Regions from separate parts of the Mus musculus genome. Here regions 2, 3 and 4 are each linked to region 1. The links are chromatin contacts, called in public promoter capture Hi-C maps. All regions are on one chromosome and are shown on one strand. The core of a region is the stretch at or near the end of the contact, and the rest is flanking DNA. Distances in the headings are between cores, read along the strand shown.

Evidence for each region. Promoter capture Hi-C pulls out the DNA fragments that hold promoters and counts their contacts.
Region 2: a contact with region 1 is called in a promoter capture Hi-C map of pre-B cells, with 3 times the contacts expected there. The contact joins the promoter of Rapgef6 here to the promoter of Phykpl in region 1. A contact is called at or near these places in 2 of 39 promoter capture datasets (liver and pre-B cells).
Region 3: a promoter capture Hi-C map of liver shows a contact between it and region 1, with 3 times the contacts expected there. The contact joins the promoter of Slc22a5 here to the promoter of Phykpl in region 1. A contact is called at or near these places in 2 of 39 promoter capture datasets (liver and pre-B cells).
Region 4: a contact with region 1 is called in a promoter capture Hi-C map of liver, with 6 times the contacts expected there. The contact joins the promoter of Rad50 here to the promoter of Phykpl in region 1. A contact is called at or near these places in 2 of 39 promoter capture datasets (both in liver).

The regions. Positions count from the first base shown.
Region 1 is chr11:51,579,521-51,587,453 of GRCm38.p6, reverse strand. It overlaps Phykpl (5-phosphohydroxy-L-lysine phospholyase), which reads right to left and starts at 2,673. Exons shown (of 13, transcript NM_028398.3): 1 at 2,575-2,673; 2 at 1,822-1,940; 3 at 734-893. The coding sequence starts at 2,633. Col23a1 (collagen, type XXIII, alpha 1) reads right to left here. Exons shown (of 29, transcript NM_153393.2): 28 at 7,841-7,879; 29 at 3,529-7,390. The coding sequence ends at 7,388.
Region 2 is chr11:54,518,496-54,526,428 of GRCm38.p6, reverse strand. Rapgef6 (Rap guanine nucleotide exchange factor (GEF) 6) reads right to left here and starts at 3,584. Exons shown (of 29, transcript NM_001252494.1): 1 at 3,311-3,584. The coding sequence starts at 3,379.
Region 3 is chr11:53,887,067-53,894,999 of GRCm38.p6, reverse strand. Slc22a5 (solute carrier family 22 (organic cation transporter), member 5) reads left to right here and starts at 3,297. Exons shown (of 10, transcript NM_011396.3): 1 at 3,297-3,853. The coding sequence starts at 3,461.
Region 4 is chr11:53,702,146-53,710,078 of GRCm38.p6, reverse strand. Rad50 (RAD50 double strand break repair protein) reads left to right here and starts at 2,760. Exons shown (of 25, transcript NM_009012.2): 1 at 2,760-3,152; 2 at 4,011-4,094. The coding sequence starts at 3,024.

The DNA.
Region 1 (7,933 bases), core at 1,424-3,923:
CCTGCTTCTGCTGAGATTAAAAATGTCTGCCAGCACTGCCTGGCCTCTAGTGGCCTGAAGATAAAAACAGCTCCTTCCATTTGACTGTAGCCCTGGACCCTTTCCCAGGACCTGCTCACTCTTTCCTCTTTTGTTTGGTTTGACAACATTCCTTGCCCCTTCATGCCACAGGGCCTTTGCCCAGGCTGTGCCAGGTGGTGACCAACCTGGACAAGCAGACTTTCCCCAAAGTGACAGCACCCTTCCTTCCTTCCATCTCCCCTAGCTACCTCCCCAGGAGCTCTTAGCATCTACACAGAGGCACAGTCAAGTCAGGTCCCCTGCTGCTTGCTTCTAGGCTTCATTATTTAGTATTCTTGCTTCGGAAAAGGACACTGCCATACTTTTATATTTCTCTGAGGAACCACTAGATGTTCTCTGTAATCTTACATTTCTCTGAAGAATTACTTGGTGTCCTGTAAGCTTGCTGAGCCACCTGAGGGCTGAATCCACAAGGAATAAATAAACCCATTACTTCACTAAGTCCCAATGTGCCTAGAAGGGAGGCGGTGGTGTCCTCTACAAAGGAAGAAATGGGAGCCAACAGAAAGAGCTCTAGGATCTACAACCTAGAAGCCCAGGAGCCTCGCCATGAAGTTGGCTCCACGCTCCCAAGCTCTCTGCACTGCACCCACAGGGATGATTCTCTTTTCTGAACTTGTTCTCAACAGCATGTTGTCTGCTGTTCACTTACCCAGAATTCAAGAAGTAAAACACAGAGAGCTGCTCCGGCAGGGTCTCCGACAGCCTCTGGGCATAGTCCACGATGTTGTCATGCAGGTAGCGGCTGTTGGTGTTGAGCACTAGGTTCTGTTCATGTGCGGCTTGGACCACGGTAGGGTGGCAGTGCCCAACTGCAAGAGGGGCATCTGCATCAAGTGGCCGACGTCACCCAGCCAGCCCCACCAGATGCCCCCTCCGCTCTATCTGCAAACCCATCCAGGGGAGACGAAGTTAACGAAGGCAAAGTGGAAAGAGGGGAGTTAATGATGGGGCGGGGGAGCCCAGAAGAGAGTCCAGCAGAAGGAAAAGAGGGTCAGAAATGCTATCTAGAAAACAAAGGTTTTTAGAGAGGTATTTTGAGACTCAGCTGGAGGGGCACTGTCAGAGGGTCAGCCATGGCATCTGCATTCTTAGAGCTCACGTGCCAACATGGTCAAAGCAAGGTAGCAATAATTAACACAATTACCTACAACACCGGGCAGTGAGTTTACCAAAAAGGCCCAGGATTAAGTCATTTCTCCTGAGACAGGGTCTCTCTGTGAAGCCCTAGTTGTCCCTGAAACTTGCTATGTAGGCGTAGGCCAGGCTGGCTGTTAACTCAGGAGACCCCCCTGCCTCTGTGCCCTGAGTGCTGGGAGAGTCCTGGGTTTTAACCCTTACCTGCCTGCAATGTGCCTTCTAACAGCTGTGGTAGCCCAGTTGGCTGAATTCATACTAAAGTTTCCTATTACCCCTATAGTAGTCAATAGAGGTGAAGGCCTGCTGTCAGCACCCTGCACGAGGCCAAGATGAGCACACTACATTTGTGGTCATGGATGGGTGGACTGTATATATGCCTGGTTTGATGTGAGTTCCACGTGGGACGTGCAGCTTGGACCTTGGCATGTGAACCTCTCAGGCCTGCCTGGTTTAGCACAGCTATGGTGTGGAGTCTTTTCACAAAGACTGGGGTGCCCCCCTGAGCATCCGATTCAGTTCTGTTCAACCCAGGCTATCAGTCAGATCTATGGCCTCAGCCTCCTCCCCTGTCTCACCAAGGGTGAGAGGCGTCATACTGACCATGAGCCACGTTGTTGATACAGTCCAGGTACTCTCGCCCTTGCTCATCGTACAGGTACTGCCCTTGGCCTCGGATAATCTTAACAGGATCCTCAGGAAAAAAGAGTCTGCAGGAAGAGCTGTGGGGACAGGCAAAGGATCGACAACCCTGTCTGAAGACTGACCTCCACTCATTACAGCCCCCTTCACTCCTTCCTGATTCTGGGATGGACAAAAGCTTGCAGGGCACGGTGGAACTTCCCTGCCTCCCCATTCCTGTGAACAGGACGGAGCAGAAAGTTTCTGAGACAAAACTAAGCCTTTGTGGCCCTCTCAGTTTTGCTTGCACACTGAGACTCCTCCAGTCCCAGTGAAAAGGGCTTCGGAATGGCTTCCTGAAGAAAACCCCCTTGTTAGGAGCTGCATCTCAGCCCCTAACATTCCTTGCCAACCCAGTGGCCTTGCTGTCCCCGTTAGTAATGGCTAGCTCCAGTCCTAAGTTCCAACCATAAGCTTCTCTCCACGTGGCACCGAGGATACTCCTCACAGGCCAAGAGCAGACTTCCTGTAACCCTGCCCGTGACATGACTGCCCCCCAGGCCAGGCCCAGCTCCTTATGCAGGTGGCTGCCAGGGGCAAAGCTCGCTCCACGGGACAGGGGACGCCCCGGAGTCGCGGGGTGGTTCACGGCCGCTTCTAGTAGGCTGAGGGAGGCGGGGAAATCAGGGACTCGGGGTGGGCGCTATACGCGCTTTCGGAGCCCACACCCGGTACCTGAGCAGCCGACGTCTCAGGTCCAGAGTGACGGCCTTGGCGCGCGTGTCCGCGGCCATGGCGCCGAGCGGTCAGCCAGTACCCAGATGCTGCGCGCTTAGCTCCGCCTCCGCCCGCGACGTCAGCTCTGGGTGGGGCTTCAGTGCTGGTCCCGCCCCCAGGAGCTCCCTTCCCGGGCGTTTACGGAACTTGCAAGCGAGATAGCTTGCAGTTCACGTCATCACGGGCGGATACTCTCCGCTGATCCATGGTCGGACTTCGCCCTTCTCTCCTACGCCCGAGGTTTCCCTCCCAGGAATGTGTCCCCAGACCGCCAGGTGGAGCGGGACTCTAAACTGCGGCGGGGCACGCCCGAGCAGGTTGCTGTCTCTGCGCTGATAACGTGACACCCTGTGAGGGTAAATTACTGGCACCCTGGAAGGACAAAGGCCTTCCTGGCATGGCGCTGTAGAGTTCGGTGCCACTGCTGGGGCAGACCACGGAGATCTCTAGAAATTCTTGCTAGGATTAGACAGGATAAACTTGACATGTCGCTACAGGAAGAGAATTTTGCAGTGGGCAGATAGGAAGAGGTTTGGAAAACTTCTGAGTCCTACCTTATGTACTGTGCAGGAAACAGGCCCAGAAAAGAACGGCTTTGCTCCGAGGCACACAATAGGCCCGCTGCAGAGGCCGGACTAAAACAAGGTCTCCTGAACTCTTACCTAGCACACTGAGTGACAAGAGACCTCTGTGGTCCCGGAGGTGGGAGAGAAGGGATACTCCCTTATGGGTTGAGCGCTGGAGCTGACTGTCTTGATGAACCCTGGAACAAAGGCCTGAGAAGGCCCCTCAGCAGACTGGGGCAGTCTTGTTCACATGCCAGCCCGCTGCCCCATTCTCCAGTAGCTTATTTCTTTTCTTCCCTAGAAAACTGCAAAATGCTTACAGCACTTATTAAAGAACAGCTTTGTATTCTTGTGGTTTTTGTTTGTTTTTATTGTGGTAAAATATACATAAAAAAACAAGCAATTTTGAAGGGTACATACAATTCAGTGGCATTAGTACATTCTCAATGTTGCATCTTGTCACCAAAACCCAGTCACAGAGCCCTTCCATCTTCCCCAACTGAGCGGTATTTCATGTTTTTAACCATAAACCTACCTAAAAGTCCATCTTCCTGCTCAGAAAAGGCCTATCCTTCCTGTCCTTGGTCCCATCCTCTCTCCATTTTCTGGCATCTGTCCTTTCAAGGCAACCCTGGAGGCCAAGAAGGCACAGGCTGAAAGGAGGAAGGGACTGAACAAGACTTGGATGTAGTGGGGGGCATGGTGGTGCAAGCCTGTAATCCCAGCACTTGGGAAGCTGAGGCAGAGCTGCAACTTTGGGACCAGCCTAAGTTATGTATTGAGACCCTGTCTCAACCAACAAGCAATCATTCCCCTGCCCAACCCTTGAATCCAGAGCAGGGTTTCCTCAGCTGGCATTCACAGTGAGCAGCTTCACTACTGGGCGTGTCCAGTGTCCTGGATTTCAGGTGTATGCTAACCTCGACTGTCTTCTGAATGCCAGGAGTGTCCCCCAATCCTGTGACAACTCAAAGCTTTAAGGACAGGGAATCTAGTAAGGTCGCTTCTCTCAAGCCTCAGAGCCATCTGTCCATGGGGACAGTCATCTCGTTGGTTTCTTTAGCGGCATGGAACACAGGATAGTCAAGGACTCAATAAACAGATACCTCCCTTCCAGAATTATTTGACTTACAAATAATTACAAAGAGAACTGGCCTTCTTGGTAGGGAGAACCAAGGCCTCCTCTCAGTCCTTGAGCCTCATTGTTGAGGCAGGGCACTCCCCAGCGTCTCACTTGGGACCTTGAACAACTCATTCTCTCTGTCCTCACTTCAGGCTGGCACAGGACACTCCATGGCTCTGCATGTCCATTTGCAAGGATACAAGGTATGAGTCCACACGGGGGCAGTAATGGGCCAAGAATGGCCCAGGGCAGCCTGAGGTGAAAGGGAGAGTTTGGGGCGTCAGCCTCTAGAAAGCTCTGCGTGCTGTCCACCCATCGTCAGGGGTCTGCCTAGCAGATTCCATATGTTGCCAAACAACCCTGAAGAAAAATTAGGGGACCTCCGAGAGCACGGGTTCAGTCCCAAGCCTGTCACTCTCGCCTGTCTGTGTATCTCTAAGCAGATAACTATGCACTGTGAGCCTCAGATTTCCTATATGTAAAATGGACACAGTGACACCTACCCCTGCAGCCCTAACGATGTTGTTCTTAGGATGAAGGAGGAGTGCTTTGTTGACTGTAGGCTGTGGTGGGCTTGGGAGGCTATGTCACATCTCCAAAGCAGGCATTGTTACCAGTGAGCCACCTTAGTCATCTTGGTCCACTACATCTGTTTTCTTTTTCTTTTTCTTTTATCTGGTTTCCTAGTTGACCCAGTGTGGCAGAGAACATGGTCTGCTGCTTTTTGCCAGCTCCTCAGGGGGACAGAGGTAGGGACTTGACATCAGCTGTGTGTGGCTGGGCCTCTGCTTAGCAAGGAATGCATGTGTACAGTCTGGGGAGTGTGGCCCTCCTTGGATCTCTGCCCTTGGAGGAAGGGGACAGAGACACTGTCATTGACGCTCCTGTCTTTTCTACACACAGGGAAAGAGCTTGGTTTTGTCATCTATGAAAATGGGCACATTTGTTGGGCATCTTTCTTCAGTTTGCTGTAAGGACAAGTTAGGGGGAGACATGGGCCCACTCTGCAGGACCGTGATTACTATTTGGTCTTGGAGCAGATAGAGCGAGGACAGCCAGCCACAGGTACAGTGAGGTGTCTGATCTGTCCTAGGCTCTCTGTGTATATTCCACAGAGCTGAATCTTACTGAACCACACCTGAATTTTGAGCATTACTGTCTCATGCTACAGATGAGTGGTGTTATTTAAGATGCCGTAACAAGGGCTAAGATTGTAGCTTTTTTGGTTAAGTGCTTATGTTAACAGGCATAAAGCCTTAGGTTTGAATCCCAGCACTGTAGAAGTCAGGCACAGTGGTGCACAACTGTAACTGGAGCAGATAGAGCAAGGAGTAGAGGGCCAGAACTTTAAGGTCATCCTGAACTACATAGTGAGTTCAGTGCTAGCCTGGGCTACAAGAGAGCTAATTTTATTTTATTTTGTTTTTGAGGGCTACAACGAAATGTACTCTCCCATATTTTCTCATTTAAACATGACGTTGATACTTTCCTCATTGAGAGGTGGGTCTGTCTTCTAATTCAAGTGGGGTAAATTTCTGGCTCTGGCAGGAAGTGGCAGCATGTGACTCTGAAGGCTTGGTCATATGAGGTGACACAGCTTTCTAGGAATCCTGCTGCCATGCTGTGAGGAAGTCCAGGCCATGCAGAAAAGTCACAGGTTGGTAGGTGTCATTGTCATTGGATCCTAGCTGACAGACAGATGAGGGGGAATCCACTTGAGGCCTATTCAGGCAAGCCCCTGAGCCCTTAGAACTGAGAGAATGGACATTTTGAGGCAACAAATTTGGGGTGTCTTTGCTGAGCATAACAAAAGGGGATACAGAGGACTCAGTGACAGGATGTGGCCAGTCCCAGGATTCTGCTGGCATGTGTGGGTTCAGATCTTGAGCCTGTATCTTCTTATCTCCTACCCTGAATATATCCCCTGATTTAGAGGAAGGTTCTGACCCCCAAGGAGAGCCCCTTTGCTTCTTCAGCTAGTAACCATCGGAATAAAACTCACCCAGAGGTGACCAGGGAAGTCTGTAAGCGACAGGCACACCAGACACACATTTGTGGTTTATTACTCATGGCGCCTTTACATGAGGAGGGCTGTGAAGCCATGAATGGAGCAGGAGCTAGGAACCTTCATTAGAAGTGTTCAAGCCCCAATCCCCCCCAGAGAGGGCAGGGGTTTCTGTCACAGGTGTTTTGCTCAGGCTTGCTGGGGGATCAGCCTTCAGGTTCATGGTGTCCGTACCATTTACTAAGGAGGCCTGTTTTTGTCAGGCTGACCAGAGGTCTAGGTGGGAGACTTGAGACACAAGTTCTGAACAAGAGGCCTGTCTCCTCCAGGCTGACAAAGTCCTTTCCAGTTCCTGCTCTGGGAGAGGCGGTAAGGAGACTGGAAGTAGTAAGTAGTAGGTATGGGTCTCTTCATCTTACCATTAGGGTTCACTGGGCTGTCGGAAGCTGGCTTTACACTGAGGTATCCACAGAGCCTGCTGTTTCCCAAGGTCCGAGAATACAAGCTCCCGTGTCAGGGTGGCTTCTGGAAGCGTGCTGAACTTGGGTGGAGCAAGGCCCTCTTCGGGTTCTTCCCATTGCCTTCTCCCCAAGTGCTGGACTCTAGGAATCTTTGCTGGCCCTGTTGAACATAGGGCCCCAGTGCAGCTGCCTACGGCACAGTCCCGAAGCAAGAGGCTACAGCAGTTGTCCAAGGGGGTGCTATTGGACAGTGAGAAGCTGGGGCAGTGGGGTTTCAGGAAACAGTTGTTGCAAGTCTCTGCTAATCAGGTGATTATGAGCCCAACCTGGAGTCTGTCCAGCCTCACCTGAGCCAGGCGTTTTCACCCTCGTCATCTTCCCTGGGAAAGCCAGGCCCTACCCAGGGCCTTTGAACAGAAGTTTCCTCAGAGCAGCCTGTCCGCATTCCTGCTGGCTTCCTGTGCAGATTGTCCAGGGGCTGGTTGGCACACTTGCAAATGTTACATGGCCACAGTTGGCGCATCCCATAAAGAAGTTCAATATATTACTGTTTTGTTTTTACATGAGTTCAAAACATCCAAACGGATCTGTACAGGTCAGGGGTTATGTCTGAGGATCACTAGAAAAGGAGGGAGAGATGGAAGGTGATGGAGGAGTCTGGGGAGATCCTGTGGTCCCCACTAGCTACGTCTACCCTGCTGATGTGTTCAGGAACAAGCATAGCCTCCCTTTCTTTCCAGACCCCTTTCAGTGGGACAGCTAAAATAAGTCCCAGGAAACTCCCTGATGGTTTTGAACTGGTAGGGCCAAATGCTATCCAAGATCCAGATGACCAGCTAGGCAGATAACACACATCAGCCAGGACCAAGCTCTAAGCCTTGGCCATGTGACCAAAAAGTCACAAACATCTTTGGGAAACATGACTGTTCAGTCACTGTGTGAGACAGCAGCGTAGAGACTCTAACCTCTTCGTGATGGTGCCTGGTCCCCCATGGGTCCTCTCTGACTCTCTAACTCTCTCATTCCAACTCCTCCAGGCCCACCCTAGAGACCCTTTCCTGTACGGTACCTTATGCCAGCAACCAGGCACAGGCAACCCATCGGGGCCCTGGAAAAGAAAAAGGTTTAAGTGACAGGAGTGGGAGGCTAATGGCCTCTCAAT
Region 2 (7,933 bases), core at 2,335-4,834, 2.9 Mb before region 1:
AAGGAAAAGGAACTAAATTAAGCTTAACACAGGAATATTATCCCCTTCCATTGTAACTTTGGTTTTTGTTTGTTTGAAACATGGTCTTATGTAGCCCAGACTGGACTGGTACTCTTAATGCTGTAGCCTCCACTTCCTAAATGCTGGTATTCCAGACATGTGTTATCATGCCTAGCTTTTAAAAATAGAATCCCCCAATCCTACCCTGAGAATTGAGCCCAAGGCTTCATATGTGACAGACAAATGCTCTACAACTAACTACACTCCTAGAACATGCACTTTTATTAACTTGGCTTCCATGATATCACTATACACTGGGTGTATGTGTCTGTTTCTGTCTCGCTTTTTGAAGATTTATTTATGTATTTTATGTATATGAGTGCTCTATATGCATATATGCCTGCATGCCACAAGAAGGCATCAGATCTCAATATAGATGGTTGTGAGCCACCATGTGGTTGGTGAGAATTGAGCTCAGGACCTCTGAAGAGCAGTGAATGCTTTTAGTCACTGAGCTCTCTCTCCAACCCCTCTGTCTCTTAATCTACCTATTTATTCTAACATTTTTTTTCTAAGACATGTCATACCCAAACACATCCATCCTCATTCATACCAGGCAGGCCTGGAATCAATGGCAATTTTCCTCCTCAGAGTCCCAGGTGCTGGGATCATAATGTGTGACCCCTATTTTCTATGTATATTCTTTATATTCCTAATTTCATATATTCTTATAACTGAAAATGTCTACATTCCAATGACTGTAAATTTTACCTCTTCTATTCTCTATACACTCTATATTGATAATTTCATAATTCTCCCAACTGAAAACAATCTACAACCCGATGACTATAAATTTTAACTCTCTAGTCCAGCCTTCTCTTAGAAACATAGCTTTTATGTGCTAAATGTTTACTCCAACATTTCTAACAGATATTTTAAATTAGACATATTGAAAACATAATTTGTGATATTACCCCCTCACAAAAATCAGCTCTGGTAAATCTCTTGTATTTCTGTTTTGTGGTGCTGAGGATGAAGTCCAGGATCTCATGACACTAGGTGTGCATTGTATCACTTCGTGACATCCAAGGCCATTTCTTTGATAACTCTTCAACTTGTCTTTGGTAACAACTTCAACACTCCATAATTTAGACCCCAAACTCTGAAACCATGTTCAATTCTTCTTTATCCTTCAGTCTATACCTAGTCTATGTTATTAACAAAGGCTCCTGGCTAAAGGTTAAAAATATTTTCAGAAGTTGATGGCTATTCAGAATCCCCATGGCTGTCATTTTAGTCTGAACTATCATCATCTCTTACCCCATTTATGCAATAGCTTCTAACTTCCTGCTCCTACCCTTGTTTCCACCTGGTCTACACTCTACATAACAGCCAGTCTTTTTGAAAATCTATCAAGACAGTTTCATTCCACTGCTTCAAAACCTTCAGATGGTAGCTCACCCATTTCACTGCAGATAAAAGTAGTTGTAGTGGTGGTGGTGGTGGTGGTGGTGGTGGTGGTGGTGGTGGTAGCAGTAGTAGTAATAACAACCCTCACATTTTACAAAGTCCTATATGCTGTGTCCTATCCTACAGCACTATCTAGGACTTCCTACCCACTCTGGCTCATTGCCCACTATTCAAGAGTTCCCTGTTAATCCTGGAATGTATGAACAGAACACTCTAATCACAGGGTCTTTGCAATGACCATTTCCTCCATTTGCATAAGCTTTCTTCCTCATAAAACTCTGCACATAATCCCATTCGTATGCATCAATAGAATGTTCATCAAGTCAGATCCTTGAGGGTCACTACCATCTTCATACAAGCAAAGTGCCGACAAGTTATGGTTCCAGGTTGCTGTGAGCTACACAGGGATACCCAGTTTCGTTCAACAAGCAAGTCAAGTTACCTAGGAAATAGCTTATTTTCCCTTTCCCCAATTCTCCTTATCCTATTATTGGAAATAGCCATTATTAGCTAGCATGTTGCATATTTATCACCTACCTTCTCAATTCCTTAATCCATCAGGATGTAAGAACTATAGGGACCTGTCTATTGTGCCCACTAAAATTTTCTAATGTACAAAATAGAGCCTTGAACAGGTTGGCAATGAATAATTACCAAATTAATATATTTATAACAGACTCTTAGGAGTCCACTACGAGAATCTTTTGACAGCAGAAACGAACTTGTGAGAATTTCATAGAACTCTTTGTCAAAATAAAGCATCACTAGCACTCTGGATAATGATTTATTAGTAACCTAAATTCTACACTCATTCAAAAATACAGCCAATGAATCCAAGCAGTTAATATTCCCTTCAACAATGTTGCTATTCCAGTAACACAAGATAAAAGTCCTCAACACAGCACACATGACCAAGCATAAGTTCCCCAACAGTTGAGAAAACGTCCTCTACTTAAAAAGACTCAATTTCAAACTAAGTAATTCGGTACCTGAAGAGAAACAAGGTTTTCCTTCATTACCTAAATAATGTTCGTAAATAAAACTTAAAATGCACATTACAATGGTAATCACCACAGAAAAGCTGATTCATAAATTATAAGTAGGAAAAAGTAGCCCCTGGAAAGGGGTGGGCAGGTGCCTTGTTACTATGCAAAGATCAAGGTTTCAGGAAGCAAGCTGGACACATCACAACTTCAATAATGGCTGTAACAAAGTCATGTCCCAGAGTGTTACCCAAAGTTTGAGACTTTCTATGCAAAGAACTCTAAGTATGAAACTCCCGTGACTAAAAATTAAAACATTTCATTTCAGTTACTGCAACTTCAAACAAGACGACTCATTGCATTTACATTGCTGTTGGGTTTTCCTTTTTTTTTTTTTTAATTTTGGTATAATACACATAGCCACTAAGATTATAGAAACGTCTTCAAACCAAGAAAACTTAACAAATAATCTTAAACTTCCCACGGAAAGTTTGAAAAAGCACCAGGGAACCACTCGACACGCATCACCCGCCACGGGACTTACTACTATCTGGCTGACGCAGAGTCTGATACGGACATTGGAAACCTGTCTTCTGGGGGCAATTGTGCAGTATCTGAGATGAACGCACAGCACACACTGGCTATGGTATGAACTGTCTCTTACACATCATTATTCCCAGCTTGTTTTTCAGCCCACCTGAGCACACACAAACTCAGAAGCCAGTCAACAGTAACGGTGCTTTCTTATCACAAGTACAAGGAAGTCCCCGGCAGGAAGCGGCAGGAAAGGTGCTCATCACCCTGCGCGGCTACGGCCAGGTCGGGGCCGAGCAGTGCTCGCCAGTGCCCGGCCTTACCTCAGGAGTCCGCTCGGGCGGCTTCTTCCTCAGTGCCTGCCGAGCGCCGGGGTCCACGGGCGAGTTCATGTCCGCAGCCACAGGCTCCCTAGCCTGCGTCTAGCTGCCCATTCTCCAGCTCCGGGTGTACGCCAGCCCCACCGGGAGGGAAATGAGAACTGTCGCAGGGTCCAAACTCAAGCAAACAAGTCTTCGCAACGCCCGCCCAGGGCCTCAGCCCACGCGCGACTGGCCAGAAAGACGCCTGCGCGGGGGCGAGACTGGCCGAGAACGCATGCGCATGCGCACGACGCGCACACTAACGCCCGCCTGGCCGTGACGTAGAGAGATGGGCGTGGAGGGGGCGGAGAATGAGCGGCTTGGCTTTTCTTCGCGAGACTCCGCCTCGGTTACAGGATTGTAGTTTCCGCATACCCAGCTTCCGGTTGAGGTTCCGGAAATGCTACGAGGGCGTCGCCAAAAATAGACTATCGGGTAGAGCTGTGGGTAAGATGCTTTGGTTTAGCGCTCGAGTCCGGAAACCGCGGGGCTCTTATGGCCCCGCGGAAATCGAGGCTGCCATTCAGCAAGCGGGGAAGCCCACGCACCGCTCCGCAAGCCACGGATCTCGGGGCAGTACTCGCGCACCTAGCCCACCGCAACCTTGTGGCGTATTCTACGCGACTTTAAAAAACAAAAACAAACCACGAAATCGATAGTGAAAGCTGCCTCAAAAAAAAAAAAAAAAAGAAGAAGAAAAAAAAAGAGAGAAAGAAAAAAGCGTTTTGAAGACTAGAGCTATAGTTCAGAGTAGCCTGCTGGTCTAGCGTGCACCAGATTGTCTTGGCTTCTGTGTGCAGAATTTTAGGATTTTCCTTTAAAGGGTTTAATGACCAAAAAGCCTCAGGTGGACTAAGGAACTCCTGATTCGAAAGTTGACAGATAACACCTGTGGGCTGTCAGAATCCTTGCCTTCTGAGAAGATCAGCATGCCAACTTGGTATTTATTTAGCACTTTGAGACTGTAGGGGAACCGACCCGCAGGTGAAATCTTATATCCCAGAGGTTTTTTCCCGTCCTATAGAACTTCAGGCCCTCTGCACCACCTGTGCAGCTTCCACTCCCGTGGAGAAACTGGTGTCACTTGTTCTGATTAAAGGACAGAACTTCTGTGGAGGTAGATCTGCCCTTTTATTTCCACTTGCCTCCATCCTAATCTAACAACCTTGACTAAAATCTGGGCAGTGAGAGTGAGTGGGTGGGGGCTGCTTTAACCTAAGCAGTGCTCAGAGCAAACCTCTCCACTCCGTTTTGTATTGAATTTTACATTCTAGTCTCTAACAAAATAAAGACAGCTTCAGTTTTGTTACTTGTCCTTTGGAACAAGAAAAGCTGCAAAAACTGATTGTTATTATTCCTGTTATGATAAAAGTAACCCTAGGTTTATTTTGGCCCCCAGATTGAGCCAGAAGTAACAGGAGCTGTCAATCAATGGACATGAGTGCTGGGAACTTAACTCAGGCCCTCTCCGAGGGCACTGCTTGCTCATAAACCACAGAGACATCTCTGCAGCCTATTGTTTAGGTTTTTTTTTTTTTAATGTTTCTATTGTGTGTGGCATGTACCTCTGTGCTCATGGAAACATCTTATAGGAGAGTGTTTTTTCTTTCACTATCTGGGTCCCGAGGAATGAAACCCAGATTATCTTGGTAGCAAGTGCCTTTTCCTGCCATGCCATGGCGACAGGGGTGTTAAGTAGCTGTTCATTTTGTCCACAGTCAGGTAATAGCACATGATGAATCCTCTTGCTTAGCTGGCCTTCTTATTCAGTCCAGTACCCCAGGCCCATGAGAAAGAAGAGTGGCTTTTTCCTAACTTCATTACCCCAATCTAGAAGCTTCTTCACAGACATGCCCAGAGATTTATTTCCTTGGGGGATTCTAGATTCTGTCAAATTGACTATCAGGCTATGTCAACAGTAAAGGCTAACTTTCAGAATTCCAGACTCCATCATTTTGGGAAAGTTATTTTGCACTGTTCTTATTAGAGCATAGGTGGGCCACACTAGTCACACCATTCCTTGTGAACCTCCACCTTCTGGCATTTCATTTACACAGAATTTTTAAAATTGAAGACTGTGACCACATCTAAGTGCATCATAGTATTTTCAGGAGTATCAGCCAACTAGGGAACGTAGTGTCTTATGATTAGACATGTTTTCCAATAATGGTTCACAGTACCTTTCTCTGGCAAGGTAAGAATCTCTAATAAAAACAGGAGAGTTCAGACTGTAACATTTCAGAGCACTGACAGTGCTGTATTTTCCATTGGACGCTGGAGCTTACCCAAATTTGAAGTTTACAACACCCTATTAGCACATCTTTTCTGAGGTTAGGGCACAAAGGCCCCATATGGTTCAGCCACTATAGACATAAATTGTGAAAAAGGTATACGGTACTTGTGCTGGTTAAGTTTTCTGTCAACTGATACATGCTAAGGTCTTCTGGGATGAGAACCTCAATTGAGAAAATGCCTCCATCAGACTGAAGTGTAAGCAAGTCTGTGGGGGCATTTACTTGATTAATGAATGACTGAGGTGGAACACTTAGTCCACTGGGGGTGGGCAAGTGCTCCTGGGTCCTTTAAGCAAGCAAACATAGCAACTTCAGTAAGCACTGCTCCTTCATAGTCTCTGCTTCCGTTTCTGCCCTCTAAGAGGAAAGCTAACCCTTTCCATCCCAGGCTGCTTCTGTTCAGTGGCCCATCACAGCAATAGGAAGTAATTGAAGTGTTGCAAGTGATCTGCATCACTTTTATATAATGTATATTTTAAGTTTATATATAGTATATAAACTATATCTCAACAGTTAATACCCCAAAGATTAATGTTCAGTTTCATCTTAATATTATTTAAGTTTTATTTATTTTTATGTGCATTGATGTTTTGCCTGCATGCATGTCTATTTGAGGGTGCCAGATCCTCTAAAACTGGAGTAATAGTTGTGAGTTGCCACATGTGTGCTGGGAATTGAACTCCTGTCCTCTGGAAGAGCAGCCAGGGCTCTTAACTGCTGAGCCATCTCTCCAGTCCCTCACCTTAAAATTTTGAAAGAGGGAAAAAAAAAATCTTGATCATTATAAACTTGAACTTTGCAGGCAATCAGACTGGAATTTAACTTTTAGTTAGGAAAGGCGGTTGTTCCCCAGTGTTGAGGACCTAACCCCTAGCAAGCATTCTACTATTGTTATGAACACACCCCTGACACCATTTAATGCATCTCTGAACATCAGTTTGTACATCTGTATGGAAATAGTGGGCTTTCAGGATTTTCAAGATGAGTTAAATCATGTGAATCAGTATGTTGTCACCACAATCCAAACAAAAACACTTCTATTTCTTCTGGAAAGTGATTTCTCTAAAATACAAGTTCATGTTTGAACAATTTGGATAGTTTTAATGAAATTAAAAATTCTTACTAAGGAATATAATAAAATCTGATAGATTATTTTAAATTTATATTATTTTCCCTTTTTACTTTTCTAAACTTAGTTACCTTTATACAAACTTTGCTAGTTTAGCTATCCCCTAGAAGTTTAAAATAGGAAATTACTAACAGCCAAGCTTAGCTTGCCTAATAATTTGTAGACATGACAAATTCACGCACCTGATAAGCTGCAACTTCACAGTCCACACTGGCCTACAGCTCGGGCTTGGTCTTATCTTGCTGCTCTATGGCCCCCTTCCACACAGAAAAGCAGATAAAAAAAAAAACCCTTTGGATCACATTACTACCTGTCACCCCAAATACCTGGGAAAACTTTCTGGTCTAAGAGACAAGTTGGACTTTACAGGAGACTTTATGACTTTAGATAACTAGATTAAATCTTCTGTATTTTACGTGGTTTCTCATAGCAAAATCAGTCTTCCATACTAAGGAATTTTATATTTTTAAAGTTTATACAAACTTTATAAATAACTGATCCATACTTTTCAAGTGTTCGATACTTCACTGATTTAAAACAGCACTCCTTTAAATATAAAACTGATATAATTAATATATGAAACTAGGTCCTGGTCTAGTGCTGCTTCAAGGCTTAACTCAACTCAATTCAACCTAACTTAAGGAAGACAGCTTCCCAACGAACCTAGTCAGGGTTAAATGACTGCTGCAGATAGAGGGCTGAATCCCACATGATGCACAGCAAGAGGACACACTTCCTCAGAGTTACATCCAAAATCAGAGAGCAAAGCAGTGCAAAACACCAAATCAATAGTCCATGTTGTTGTACCTGTTTAATTGTGTATTTAATGGTCATCTGATTTGTTGTTGTTTTTTGTTTTTTGTTTTGCTTGTTTGTTTATGAGACAGTGTTTCTCTGTGTAGCCTTCACTGTCCTGGAACTCACTCTGTAGATCAGGCTTGGCCTTGAGCTCACAGAGATCTGCCTATCTCTACACCACCACAGCCTGGCTCATGGGCATTTGTTTTGAATAAACTGTTCTTAAATAGCATTACATGGTGATCTCTTGGTTTGGGTTGTTTGAGTTTGGTTTGGACTTAAAATTTCAATTTATCATTATGAATAGAGTTGGGTGTATGAATGAATATACTATGGTATTTTTGACACTAAAATTACAATTAT
Region 3 (7,933 bases), core at 2,048-4,547, 2.3 Mb before region 1:
TTCTATTATAATACAAACTGGTATTTCTCTATGGTAAAATAAGACTTATTTTTACCTTCTCTCTGGACAAGAGCCAACACTCTTTTCACAGAAAAGAAAATGTTATTCTTGTTCTTCCTGTTATTCTGAAATGTTTAATAATCTTTTAGAATACAAGAAACTGGTCTATTACCAAGAACTTGTGCTTTCTTTGTAATTCCAAATAAGGACTGTCATGGAAGGTGTCAGCAAGAAACAAATTCTCTTTTAAAGGCATGGCCCTGAGATTTAAGAAGCAGAGAGACTGACCAGTCAGATGAAAACAACTAACACTGTCTCTAAAGGGTCTCCCTCTGAGGCCCAGGCAGCCTGGAGCTCACTGTGTAACCTAGGCTGGCCTCTTATTTTTGATCTTCTAGCCAAACATGTGCCACAACACCTGGCTCCCAATAGCTTTAGCTTTTAGTGCTATAGAAATGTTTCTACTCCCTTGTTTAAGAACTGAATGCTAGATCCCCACTTCTGTATTTTTGTTTGCAGTTTGGGACATAGACTGCGCTAAACCCTATCATGATTGTATTCTCTTGTTGTTGTTGTTATTCTATTTTGCTTTTTTAAAGCAGACAAATATATATATATATGACCTACGTTCAATCTCCAGGACTACAAAAAAACAACAAATAAAATAAAATAAATGATAAAAAGAGGAGAAAACACAAAATCTTTAAATGGCATTTTCACAAGACCGGAATAGCTTATAATGTTTAAATTCTTAAATTCTGCCAGGCGGTAGTGGCACATGTCTTTAATTCCAGCTTTCAGAGGCAGGGGCTAGGTGGATCTCTGTGAGTTCAAGACCAGCTTAGTCTACTAAGAGAGAGCCAGGACAGCCAGGGTTACATAGAGAAATCCCATCTAAAAAAAGTATCATCCAGTTAGGTAATCACTAACTAAATGTAGCTAAATGTAGCTGCAAAGTATTCAAAGGTGTGGCTCACCAGGGTCAATTGAAATATGCTTTAAATACACGCTGGAATGCTAATACTTAGTGTGAAAAATGGGATTAATGGTTTTTAATAAATAAATTTCTGTATTAATTTTACCTTGCTTTTTGGACATGAGTTAACATTCTTTTGATAGAAGCTTTGTATTCTTTTGAAATGTTTATTAATACAAGGATACAAGAAACTGGTTTACTGAAATAATAATGTTCCTGATACATTCAGGTTACACATATTGTTATGGTTAATTCCATACTTTTTAAAGGAAAGCTTTTCTTACACGGCTGGGATCCAATCCAGGGCCTGGTGTGTGTAAGGCAAGCACTCTCCCACTGAGCAACACCCCAGCTCTAAAGGCTTCTACTATGAGCACTGCCAGGGAGGAAGAACACAGGGCAGCCACTTATATCTCAACCTCACATGTCCCTGCATATGCCAATACATAACTATAATTCAGATTGTTAGTTCTTTATGCAAAACTTGAATCTGACCACGTAAAATTTTTATTTACTAGATCTGGACATTTTATTAATATGGCTGTGACAATTATTGTTGTCAACTTGACAGGGTCTAGAATCACCTAAGAGAGAAACCTCTAGGTGTCTGTGAGGAAGCTTCTAGATCTCGTTAGCTGGAGTGGGAAGAGTGACCCTCAGAGTGGCAGCATCTGTTCCATGGCCTTTGGTTCAGGACTAAGTAAGAGGAGAGAAAGCAAGCTGAGCGCCAGCATTTCTCTCTCCTGGCTTCCTGAATGAGGCGACTGTGACAAGCAGACTCCTGCCACCCAGCCTTCCGGGAGTGACTGACTCCACCCTCTGACTACTGAGCCGAACAAACCCTTTCCGCTTAAGTTGCTTTGTCTCTGTAACCAGAAAAGTTACTAACAGCTACTAAAGCAATTGTAGTTACAATGTTTGCCTGTTCCACCGCAATGCTGAGGAGCACGGTTGGTCAGTTGAGGTCAAAGCTACTGAGCAAGCCAGGGCAATATAGCAAAACTCATCTCAAAAAAATAAATATAGATAAAATTATAAGGGTAACTTCTTATTTTATTAGACAGTGTTGCTTCAGAATCATACAGTTGCTGGTCGGTTTTTTGTTTTTTGTTTTGTTTTTGGGTGTTGTTGGTTTTTAGAATATATTACTAGGACAAAATAATGGGTTTCATGGTAAAGTTTGTTGTTGTTGTTTATTTGAGAACCTGGAACTGGCTATAAAGACCAGACTTGATTAAGGTCCTTTGCCACAAACTCTGGTAAGTTTTTGTTTTGGTTTTTTAACAAGTTGGCTCCTGCATTAATTGTAAAAATTACAAATCTGAGAGATTAATCCTACACTAAGATCCTTAATCTTGAAGTCAAAATTTTACTATTTCTTAAATCAAAAGACAACAAAATAATTTAAGAACATAATAGTCTGGGAATTAAAATTCATTGCCACCTTTCTCATCACCAGTCTCAAAATCCACCCCTTTTTAATATATGTATATATTATATGTAAATATATATAACTATTATTTTATTTTATGTGTATGAGTGTTTTGCCTGCAAGTCTGTTTTGTCTAATGTGCCGAGTGCATGCCTACTGGGCCTGTGAGCTGCCCTATGCCTTTTAGGAAGCAAGCCAAGGTCCTCTGGAGGAGCAATCTGGACTCTTAAAGAGAGTCCTAGCTGAGCTATCTCCGCAGCCACAAAAGATGGCAGTCTTTCCAGGAAAAACTGCAACAAAGGCTGTCGTTGTCAATGAGACTCTCCGAGGTTCACAATATCTCTCAACCACAACAAAAATTTGAGAAGGTGGGCTGTTTACTGCTTAAATTCTAAGCCTCTTTCCATTGAACACCCAGAATGGTCTTCCCAGGATGGCCTTGGACACAAACTTTTCAAAGTCACCCTTTCCCTCAAGAGAAGGGCACCCTGGGAACCTGCTCCAGGAAGTGTCCTGAAAAGACCCAATTCCGCCCCCTAGAGCGGACCTGTTAGGGGCGTGGCTCACAGACGCCCCGCCTCAGTCTTCCAGTCTGGGCGGAACTAGAAGTGTTCACCCAACCCGGGCCCCGTAGAGACTATGGAGGCGTGGTCGAATGAAGCCACACCCCTCCCTCGCTGACAGTTCTGAAGCCCGGTTCAGCCCCGCCTTCTGTACCGCCCAGCTAGTTCTGAGTCCTAGCTCGGCTCCGCCTCAGGCGCACGCGCGGCCGATGGCCGGCGCCCACTGTGCGTCACTCAGGCCCCTGCCCCGCCCCCGCCGTGCCGCGCCGCGCCGCGCCTCAGAGCCGGGACGGCGGGGCGGGCCTTGCGGCCCAGGCCCATGCCCAGAGCCCGCCCCGCCCTCAGGCCCTATGTAAAGTTGGCGGTGGCCGAGTCGGAGGCGTCGGTGGGAACTCACGAGCCTTGCACGCAGAGGCTCTCAGCGCCCCGTCTCCCGCGCCACGGTGTCCCCTTATTCCCATACGGGCGCTGTGGGAGGCTGAGGACGGCATGCGGGACTACGACGAGGTGACCGCCTTCCTAGGCGAGTGGGGGCCCTTCCAGCGCCTCATCTTCTTCCTGCTCAGCGCCAGCATCATCCCCAATGGCTTCAATGGTATGTCCATCGTGTTCCTGGCGGGGACCCCGGAGCACCGTTGCCTTGTGCCTCACACCGTGAACCTGAGCAGCGCGTGGCGCAACCACAGTATCCCGTTGGAGACGAAGGACGGACGACAGGTGCCTCAGAAATGCCGCCGCTACCGACTGGCCACCATCGCCAACTTCTCTGAGCTAGGGCTGGAGCCGGGGCGGGACGTGGACCTGGAGCAGCTGGAGCAGGAGAGCTGCCTGGATGGCTGGGAGTACGACAAGGACGTCTTCCTGTCCACCATCGTGACAGAGGTAGGTGACAGCCCCCCTATCAGGGTCTGGTGACATCGCGGCGACGGTTGTAGCCCTTCGTCCAACGCACAGGCTGATGAGCATCCTCCAGTCAGGTGGCCCAGGAACATTTTATGAGATGACTTCTAGCCATAGTACGCCCCTCAGGGGACAAGTGTCTGGCAGACCATCCGTCCATAGGGTCCCATTGAAGATAGAGTCCAGAAGGTTCTGCCCCTTAGGAGATGCCCTGAGACCCTGAGGGGTGGGACTTTCTCGAGGTAGTGATGTGATTCAGAGGGGCCGGATTCAGACTTGCTCCAGAGAAGAGGCCACAGTTTTAGCCTCTGTTCAGAAAGGAAAGACTCTTTGCAGAACTTTTTAAAGTTAAAGAAACGTGTGTTCCAAACTCTCTACCTTTTCTGGAGTTATTCTTTCTTCCCTCACCTGTCCTCATCCCAAAATGAAGGCTTGCCATGCCCCAGGAGAAACTGTTTTCCATTTGCCCGCGATGGATTGTTACTTCTTAAGGACCCATGTGTCTGCAGATCTATCCAGGGTGACTTGTTGGTATGGAGTCTTTTCCACAGTATTCTGGGACAAGATCACTGGAGAGGTTCGGTAAGGCATGTAAGGTTACTCTGAAAAGCGATGGAAACCTAATTCCTCATCCCCTTGCACTTTATTCTTGGGTGACTTTGACATTTCTCAGTCACTCTGCTGGGGGTGTGGCAGGCCATTTAATGGTGCATGTGGATGTGTTTGGGGACTTGGGCACCAACTGTAGTTTCCTGGAGGCTCAGCAGTATTGAATATGCAGAATATGAGAAGAATCTTCTGTGATACTATTGAGCAACTGGTTCATTGAGTATCAGGGATTGGGATTGGCCAGTTGGAGATAGTTTCTTGGTGAGTTTAGTTAGCCCTTAGGTCTAGATCCAACATCAAGAAATGGTTTCAGGAGCAGTAGGGAGAAGCTAGGAGTACCTGTTTGGCATTTAAGACTCTTGGAGGTATAGACTGAGCTTCCCTCCTTACAGGGGCTCTCAGGTATATATCATTCTTCAAGAGTAGAGTCAGAGAGTATCCCCACAAGAGTCACTGTCTGTTTCCTTTGGGAGTTTGTGGTTAGATGTGTTCAAACCTGTGCTTACCTACTACATAAGTAGTAAGAATGAAATCTGAGCTCCATTGGGGATTTTTAACTTAAGTGACATCGTGCCAGGATCAGGTATCACTACCTAACAAAAAAGGGCCTGGTCAGTGATGGAGCACACTCCTTTAGTCTGAGCACTCAGGAGGCAGAGGCAGGAAGAACTCTAGGAGTTGGAGGCCAGCCTGGTCTACAGAGTTGAGTTCTAGGACAGCCTGGGCTACATAGGGAAGTTCTCTATTTTGAAAAACAAAACAACAACAAAAAATGTATTTACTGAGATAGTAAAGTGCTTTTGACCCCTGAGTCCACAGAGAAGGGATTGTCAATTGTTCTACATCTTAAGCTCCAAACTCATAAGTGCTTGGAAGCAAGTGATGGCAGAGGCTGTTGGGGTTGACACATCAATTCCTGAAATCTGCTTTGGCTGCCCAAAAAAGGGGCAGTTGAAATCTGAAGCAGCTTCCTGTCGTGTCTTTAATTTTTACCCTGACCTTGAGAGTGCTGGGCTTTCTCTAGTCATTTGCCCCTACTTCACTGTCGTCTTGCTCGCTGCTGAGGGTGAAAGCAGTACTATTCAGCTCCCCAGAGGCTGGCTGATCAGCAAAAGTCCAGATTCTTTTTGACCTACTGCATAACTAATGTCAGTGTTTATTTATTTTTTTTCAATGGATCTGGATGCTATTGAGCTATCTTAGCAGTTTCGTAAGAGTTATATGCCCTTTCACCTACTTACAGGTCAGCAGTTTTTGCAGGAGGCAAGTTTAATACTTTACTTGGCTCTTTTCTTTGGAAATACTGGAATGCCTGTCTTGAAGTTCAAGGCTTTTCCACTCAGATGAACAGACATTGTTGAAAGCTGCTGCATTAACACTCTGATGACTTTTTCCAAGATCTGTTTTCTTTCAACCCAGACCTGGTCTGCTGACAACTGCAGCTAGTCAGCTCCCTGCCTTCTAAATAAATGTCTCTAAACTTGCCCTCTGCCCCAAATCAAGGATAGAGGTCTTTTAAGTACACTGTTAATTGATTCCTCTTGTCTTTCTTTCTTTTCTTCTTTTGATAGAAGGCTGACTTTTTTCTCTTTCAAGATAAATTACATACAGAAAGTGAACTACATGCTTGCAATAGATTAGGTTTCTGTGTCTCCCTGCATCTTGACCAGATCCTGGATAAGGAAGATCTTTTACCAGAACTTTCTTATTGAAATGGTGAGGGAATAAATTATGAACCTTTTTAGAAGGCTTAAGAACTAACTGATAAACAAAAGAGAAACTTGAGCCACCAGATTGGCTGGAATGTTTAAGGGAAATGTGATTCTCCACCCCACTGACTGTAGCTTGGCTGTTTGTGTGTGTCCAAAACCAGGCAGTGGGATTGGACAAAAGAAAGAGACCCTTCTTAGAAGGTCAAAGAGCTTGTGTGTCCCTGTTTCAGGAAAGTTTGGTGAGCTATATGCTTGTAGGCTAGTCCCTCTTCTTGCTCCTTGCTCATCCCAGGCACACACCTAGAATCCTCAGTCCCACCGCATCATCTTATGAATCCAGGACTACTCCTTCCTCTGAGAACCTGGGTGATTTCTTAGGTTTCTGGGTCACCTGCTCTGTGGTTTCACGGAAACTCAGCCAAGTTTTCGTTATAGCTTTCTGGTGCCTATGATGTAGGACTCCTTCAGCTGTGGTCTGACGTGTCTCTGAATTGTCCTACACTGTGTCTCTGCTTTCCATAAGTCTCTTACCTAGGCATTGGCAGTTCTCCAAATCACTCTCTGTTGTTCTAGACTAGGTTTTTCTTTTTTGTTTGTTTGTTTTGTTTTATGTTTTTTGAGACAGGGTTTCTCTGTGTAGCCCTGGCTGTCCTGGAACTCACTTTGTAGACTAGGCTGGCCTCAAACTTAGAAATCCGCCTGCTTCTGCCTCCCAAGTGCTGGGTTTAAAGGCGTGAGCCACCACGCCCAACTAGACTAGGTTTTTCATCAGTCTTGTCTCTTGCCTAGATCATCTTGGAAAATGGGAATTCCTTCCCACTGTTATTCACAACCCACCTGGATGAAAATTCCTAGCACCCTAGGTGATTGGGCTGTCATGACTCTGAAATATAGAGGCCAGAGACACCTGGAGTCAGGACCTGACTGACTGCCTGCCTGTGCTAGCCATCCACCCTCACCCCATCTGCATTCCCATCCCCACCTCCCACCTCCCACCTCCCTCCCTCCCCCCACCCCCCTCTGGAGAATCACAGACCCTCATTTTTTGCCTTTGCAGTTTCATGGCAAACCAAAGTAGCCAAACAAACCTGGTCCCTTGGGCATGCACAGCTGTAGTAGACACAGCTGGCAGGAAGCAATCAGACTGAGTCCCTCTCTTGCTCAGACCCATCACCCTGGGTCAGAGTTCTGATAGTGACACAAAGTCAGGAGTCATAGAACAAAGAAAAGAATTTATTCTAAAGATTGAAGTGTAGGATCATCTGGGCTTTGGGCAGCTAGGCCTGGTGCCTAAACCTATAGGAAATGATAACGTTGAAGGATGGTGGCCCTTTTATCCATTGATCCATTGATAAGGAAGATCTTTTATCAGAACTTTCTTATTGAAATGGTGAGGGAATAAATTATGAACCTTTCTAGAAGGCTTAAGAACTAACTGATAAACAAAAGAGAAATCATACATCCTATGATTCCCAGATCATTCCTCTGCTCAGGGCACTGTGGGCACAATAGGCTTTGATAGCAAATATTATTCTTTTTCTGAGAGTCCTGAGGTAAGAATCCACTATTGGTTTGTTTTTTTTTTTTTTTTCAACTTTATTCTGGATATTGAGTCTTGCTGCACTGCCTTGGCTGATGACAAGTGATCTTCCTGCCTCTAGCTCCTAAGTGATGGGACTACAAACTCTCACAACTAGGATTCATCATTAATTGTAGTGGAAAGCAAAACAAAATATTTTAG
Region 4 (7,933 bases), core at 1,511-4,010, 2.1 Mb before region 1:
TTATTACATATTTATTATACGTAAGTACACTGTTGCTGTCTTCAGACACTCCAGAAGAGAGCGTCAGATCTCCTTACGGATGTTTGTGAGCCATCATGTGGTTGCTGGGATCTGAACTCAGGACCTTCAGAAGAACAGTCAGTGCTCTTAACCACTGAGCCATCTCTCCAGCCCTCAAAATTCTTCTTAAATTAAAAGCATTATCATTATAGAAATATTGTTTAATAAGCATTTTTGTCTCCTGATTTCAAGGTTTACATTCAGAATTTCCTGAGTCCCTCAAATTCCCTTCACTTTTTGTTTTTTGAGACAAGGTCTCATTGTAGCTGTGGCTAACTTGGAATGTCTTACACGCGTTCTCGACCGGCCAGGAAAGACGCAGCAAACCAGAATCTTCTGCGGCAAAACTTTATTGCTTACATCTTCAGGAGCAAGAGTGCAAGAGAGCAAGAGCTCTATTGCTTACATCTTTAGGAGCCAGAGCGCAAGAGCGCTAGAGTGCAAAGGGCAAAAGCAAGAGCCAGAGCAAGAGTGCAAAAACGCAAGAGTGCAAGAGAGCAAGAAAAAGAACAAGAACAAGAAAGCAAAAGAGCAAGAAAAAGAACAAGAAAAAGAACAAGAGCAAGAGAGAGAAAATGGCAAAACCCCGTCCCTTTTAAGGAGAATTATCCTCCGCCTAGGACGTATTACTCCCTGATTGGCTGCAGCCCATCGGCCCAGTTGTCATCACGAGAAAGGCAGAACACATGGCGGGAAAACTGCCCCTGCACGTGTGCAGATTATGTTTACCACTTAGAACACAGCTGTCAGCGCCATCTTGTAACGGCGAATGTGAGGGCGGCTCCCCACAGGAATGTGCAATGATCCTCCTGCCTCAGCTTCCCTAGAACAGGGATTACAGGCTTGTCTCACCAGGTCTGTCTGGCTTCTTCTTTTTCTTGAAAAAAAAAAAATTAAAGCATGAAGCCAAGTGTGGTGGCTCACACCTTTGATCCCAGCACTTGAGAGTCAGAGGTAGGTGGCTCTCTCAGTTTGAAGCCAGCTTGGTCTACATAATGAGTTCCTGGCTGCCAAGATTACACGTCACAAAATGACAATGGAAAAATTAAAATGTAATTATATCATTTCCCCCTTCCCTTTTCTCCCTTCAGCCCTCTCATGTTCTGTCTCCCCTTTACTCTCTCTCAAATTCATGGCCTCTTTGTTATTTTACACACACACAAACAACCTACCGAGCCAGTTAGTGTTACTTGTACACATATGATTTCAGGGCTAACCACTTGGTATTGGATAACCAACTCCTCCCCAGAAAAGACCACCTCTTCTCTTCTCAGCAGTTAATTCCATTGTAGTTCTCTATGGGCTCCCTTTCCATGTCAGCATGTCTACTGATGCTGTCCTTGTTCAGGTCTTGTTTAGGCAGCCATATTGCTATGGTATCATGTGTGAAATTTTCTGTCATTTCTAGGAGACACAATCTCACAGGTTTCCTGGACCTCTGGTTCTTACAATCTCTTCACCCCCTCTTCTGACATGTTCTGTGAGCCTAGGTCCAAGAGTTGTGCTGTTGATCTATGAATCAGGGCTGGGCACGCCAGGCCAGCCTTTTATTTTTGTATGAGACAGGGTCTCACTCTTAGTCCACACTTAACAGTGAAAGGCATCCTCCTGCCTCAGTCACTCACCTGAGTGCAGGAATTACAGGTTTGAGCCTCCATAGCCAGCCCCTTTCTACCTAATTCCTACCTTGTGACCTTGTTGACAGGAGCGGACTTTCTTCCTACTTATAAGAACCCTGTCTTGGAACAGCATCTGGTTTTGGGTCCACAAACTTTTGGTCTTAAACTCCTTTTGCACTTTTAAATACTGCTGAGGGTGGAGGCATTGTATATGTTACTAATAGTTCAGTGGCAAAACTTTAAAAAAAGCCTACACACACATATATACTTTGTGTATTGCCTGCATGTATTACAGCATGTCTATGCCTGGAACTCAGGGAGGTCAGAAGAGGGTGTTAGATCCCCTGGAACTGGAATTACAGATGGTTGGGGCCACCATGTGGGTGCTGGGAATTGAACCCCGACAATCTGCAAGAGCAAGTGCTCTTAACCACTGAGCCACCTCTCCAGCTCACAAAACCATTAGCTCTGCAAGGATCTCAACACAAGCCTATGTAAGCATTAACTAGCAACATTTACAGCTTAGTAGAAATGAAAACTGATTTATTCTAAAGGAAAAATATATACAAGAGTGCAGTCTATTGTAATGGCAGCACCACAGTCACGTGATCAAGAGAAACTACTCGCCACTATAAAGTGAAAAACCAAAAAAAAAAAAAAAAATAATAATAATAATAAAAAGTGACAGTGAAAAACGCTGTTAAACAGTACTGTCCGTACAGTAGATGTCATTAACAAACCACTAACTGGGGTCTCCGACTGCACCCCAGCCTACCCATGCGGTCCAGGGATCCAAATGTGGACGTAAAGTATGGTCTTCGCTACTTAAGATGGGCTAGGAGGCTCTGTAATAGCGACGCTTGGAAGACTGAGGCAGGAGAATCGCAAGTTCGAGCCTACAGAGCTAGACCCGATCTCAAAACGTCAAAGCAAACAGTGATAGGTGGCAGCTGCCTCCCTGCCCAACTTCTAAAAGACAACAGCTACTCGTCCTGCTCGTGTTGCTTAGGACTCCCACTTCCCGGCATGCCCCGGGCGTGCGAGAGGCGTGGACAAGTACGCGCCCGCCCCCACGTGACCCCAGGTCGTGCGAGGCGGGAATGTGCGAGCTTACGGTTGCTGGCTCGCTTGGCTTTTCTGGGCTGTGCAGACCCTAACCGGCCCGCGCCCTCCCGGGAAACCGAAGCCCGCGGGGCCGGAAGTGCTCTCGCCACCGGAGCTCCTGCTCGCAGCGCGTGTTCGGAACTTTTGGGTCCTCTCGCGGCGTTCCTTCCCGGCTTGCCCAGCTTCCGCCTTGAGGTTAAAACTCGCCCCTGGCACTGAGTAAAGGAACGTGGTGCAAACATGTCCCGGATCGAAAAGATGAGCATTCTGGGCGTGCGAAGTTTTGGGATAGAGGATAAAGATAAGCAGATTATCTCTTTCTTCAGCCCCCTCACAATTTTGGTTGGACCCAATGGGGCGGGGAAGACGGTAAGTCCTGAGGCGAGGGCCCCAGAAGGTGTTTAGGGCGTCGCCCTGCGCGCTGCGTGGGCCTCGGGGACCTCAGAGCCGGTCCGGCCCAGCAACTCGGAGTGTCGGAAGCCCACGCGTGCGCTCCGCTCTGGCATCTCGTTCCCGGGGAAGGCCGGCTGCGCCCCTGCTTCCCAGCCCCGCCCCCTAGTTCCGGAAGCGTAGCAGACTCTCGCCACCTACCTGTGCCCAACTGGGACCTCCCAAAAGCCCCTCCAAAAAGCTTTTTTTTTAAATATGAGAGATAGGTAACCTAGAGTTGCAAAACATGTCTACTGGTAAAACATAACGATGGAAAAAAAAAGACTTATTGTGGACATGAAGCTGATAGAGTAGCCCTAACGCTGGAAAATTATTTTATTACTTCTGAAGATTTGGGCAATGCGTTGTGACACACTCGTTTAATCCTAGATTGGCAGAGACATGCCCATTTCTATGAGTTTGAGGCCAGTTTGATCTACACAATAAGTTGCAAGATAGCCAGAAATACCAACTTGGATGTTGAATGTCAGGAGGTGGACTTTTATGTGGAAATGTTACTTGACATTGTACCAGGTCTGTTCTTAGCCTTGATCTCCTGGAAGGAAGACATAATAAAGCGCTTATAATCACTAGCTACATGTATACATATTTTTTGCTATTATTTAATTTATTTATTTTGGACACAGCATCCCACATAGCTTAGGCTGACCTGATCTTCTTGTCCACCAAATGCTAGAATTGTAGATACACACCTCCACACCTGGCTGTGAATGAATATTTGTCATAAACTACTGTGGTTCTCATCACTAAATAACACACAACTTGCTCTTTTTTTAGACCATCATTGAATGTCTAAAGTATATTTGTACTGGAGATTTCCCTCCTGGAACCAAAGGAAATACATTTGTTCATGATCCCAAGGTAATGGTGTCTGTAAAGTTTTGTATTTTAAGAATTAAATTTTTATAATTCTAAAAGTAGTGGTTGCTTATTGTAGAGGACCTTAGAGTGGAAAGTATGCAGAGAAGATGGTCACCTGCAGTGGACGCACCCAGTGATAACCATTGTTGGCATTTTTATTTTCCTATGTACTGTTTAACCCAGCAGAGATCATAGTCCTATCTAATGGTACATTTCGGGGTTTTCCCCCCAGAGCACTGTCATACAGTGTGAAGTTATTAAAGCACAATAGGGCTGACAAGAGCAGGTAAACACATTTGCTGGTCACGCCAGGGTCAAACTTAAGAAGGGTGAGGGGAGAATTGACTCCACAATGAGTTCTCTGACCTTGTGTCATGCACAGACATTCGCGTGTACATACACACATACACACACACACACACACACACACACACACCTCTAATAATAATAACAAATAATAAAAGGAAGTTTTGAAGAAGAAAGCAAAACCACTATAATGATTTCTTAATCTTGGTGTATGGGATGTTTCAATCTTTAGACTTTTTTTTTTTTAATTTAGCTGGAGTCTTTTAGTTGAAATTTGTGATGCTATATAAAATCATTAATAGTTGCAGTATTATTTGCAGTTAGATTGCTTTTAGTTTTTCACCATAGTCTACCGTGATGTAAATCTTTGGAATGCCTTGTTTGGATTGTGATGTTTTACATATAAATATGTTTTGCATATCTATATGCAACAAGAATGTGAATTTATGTAGTGCCGCAGAATCCCATTAAGGTAAGTGTTTATTGTTAAATTCTTTCTGTGCTTGTAAAACCATGTCTTTGTGTATCTATAATTACACTTTCACATTTATATTTTAGTGTATCAGAATTTTGTTTATTATACAAATTAAGTAGGTGGTGTGCTGTGCATCTGTTAATGCATATACACACTTGCTGGTTTTAGTTTCTGTTAATGCTTCGTTGAGTTCATGTCCTGCAGGGTTGTTGTTACTTGCTTTAATACAAAGTCTGACTGTATAGTCCTGGCTGACCTGAGACTATGTGAACCAGGCTGACCCTGAATGAACAGAGATTGACTTGCATCTGCCTCCAGCCCTTGTTTATTTAACCAATCACCTGTAAGTCGTTTAAGTAGCATCATTAAATGTGACTTTAAACTTTCATGTAAGCTTGGTATGCCGCAGCATGCCTGTAATCCAGCACTCTAGAAATAGAGGCAAGAGGACCAGGAGAGCGAGGCCAGACTGGGCTATATGAGACCCTGTCTCAGATGAACAAAGCCAGCTTGTCATATTTTTGACAAGATGACACAACCCTAGACAAAACTGGCAGTGAGGGAACCTCAATTGAGGAATTGCCTCCACAGATTGGCCTGGGAGGCTGTCCGAGCAAGGGCTGTCTTCTTGATTGCTTATTGATATGGGAGGGCTGAGCCCCTTGCAGGTAGTACCATCCTTAGGCAGGTGGGTGTGAGCTGTGTAAGAGAGGTAGCTGAGCAAGCCAGGGCAACCCAGCCAGGAAGCAGCACTCCTCCATGATTTCTGCTTTAGTTCCAGTCTACACATTCCTGCCTTGAGTTCCTGCCCTGGCTTCCTGGAATGAAACTAACTTGTAAGTCAAATAAACCTCTTCCTCCCAAAATTGTTGTTGGTTAGTGTTTTAGCAATAAAACCTAACTAGTACACAAACTCAAAAAACACCTAACGAAGCTTTAAACTTTCCTGTGACTAGAGAGAATGCTGGAATTATAAAAGTCATTACGTATTTCATCTTGAAAACAGTCATACTGCTTAGTACACTTTTATTGGGCCCTCTGTAAAATGGCTGCTTCACACCTTCTCATTCCTAAATCTATAAGCTACTCTGCTTAGTTAGTGCTCTTGGCTTGTACTTTATTGAGAAATAAGAGGACTCAGATGAAATTCAGTTTTTAATAATAAACTCTACCAAACTAGCCTGCACATGAGTGCATACTGCTCGTTGGGTGGAGCATAAGTTAGGAGAGGTTTCCTACGTTCAGATCCTTGCCTTGCTCTCAGGCCTGGTTCTGCCTCCGGAACTTGAGTTTAGTAAGTTATAGATATGATCAGCCACATATTTTTTTCATGCCAAAACCTGTGGATTGGCCTCTATTGATTTCTTTATCTTACCCCATTTTTCCATTTCATAAGCCAGCCTTTGCTACCCCTTAAAATGGATCGAGGATTTGTCCTGTCCATTCTAACTGTAACTTGAGTGACAGTGATCCCCTAAGTTGGTTTTGCGACAGTGATCCCCTAAGTTGGTTTTTTTTTTTTTTTGGTCTGCACTCTTGAAGTATTTTTGAGACCAGCCAGAACTATATTCAGGAGGAAGATAGTTGCTTGAAATCTGTGGAAAGCTTCCATTCAGTGTCAGTCGGATGCAGAGTCCCTGAAAAGCAAACATGCTGAGTATGTCAAGGACTCAGAGGAGCAAAGTAGTGAAGAGAGAACTAGGAAGCTCAGTTAAAGTTAAAAGACGCTAGGTTTCAGATGCCAGGCAAATGCGTCCCTGCTGACCTGTATCTCCCACTGGTTGCTAATACAAAAAGACAGAAGATTTTGAGCAGAGAAAACACATCATCTGAGTTTTTTTTTTTTTTTTTTGTTTTTGTTTTTGGGTTTTTTTTTTTTTTTTTTGGTTTTTCGAGACAGGGTTTTTCTGTATAGCCCTGGCTGTCCTGGAACTCACTCTGTAGACCAGGCTGTCCTCGAACTCAGAGATTCGCCTGCCTCTGCCTCCCGAGTGCTGGGATTAAAGGCGTGCGTCACCATACCCGGCCTGAGTTATGTTTTAAGGACTCAGTCTAGCTGACAGAAGGCTTCTGTAAGTGGTAAAGGCAGGCAGAGACCGAGAGGCTTGTGATAAACCAGTGAGACGCATTGGTGGCCTCATTAAAGTAGTAGAAAAGGTGATACTTAGATTTGGGTGTGACCTGAGGGCGGAGCCAACGGCTGAGCTGCTGTTCTGAGTGATGATGTTGAGAGAAGCAGAGGCTTGAAGTGTAGCTTCAGGGGTTCTCCTTGAACAAGTTACTGAGGTCAGTTTGCCCTTTATTGTCACAGAGGAACTCAAAAAGGAAATTTGGTCGAGTCTGGTTTAAATATGTAAGTTTGAGTTACTCCATAGATAATCAATATCCAGTTGGCAAAAATAAAAAATAAATATTTGTACCATTCAGAGGTTAGAATTACAAAAAGAAAATTAAGTCTTAAAAAGAAAAAGAAAATTGGGAATTCCTGAGCGACACATAGTTTAGTACAATTACTATTTAAAGCCTTAGGGGATCAAATAGGAAATGAGTAAAAGAGGCCTGGAGCCAGTGCATTAGAGCTAATGTGTTTATACATCAGGAAGAGGAGCTGCCATCAACTTCACCACCATGTTAAGTGATGGGGAGTTGGGTACATGGAGCCATTCACTGCCCTTGACAAAACCAGCTTCGGTGATCAGAAAACCAATCATCATTATATATATATATATTTTTATAACTAAGAGGGCAATACAATAGCTATAGAGTTTTTCTTGATAAGGGGGGCGTTTATTAGATATTGTTATTAGTGCTTATAAAAGTGGAATATGCTACAGTGTACAGACAGAATGGCTAGAGGGGCAGTGAACACTGAACACAGGGGGCTGCTTAAACTGCATGGTTTCCAAAAAAATCAGTTGAGCAGTGTACTTCCCATGTCTAGAAAGATGTGTAACGTGGGCTCATTTTGAATGAGATCCTTTAGTGGCTTCCTCCTCATTTTTGGATAAGCAAGGTTGTTGGTACTCTTTTCTCTCTTGATAAAAATGTGCTGATGCTG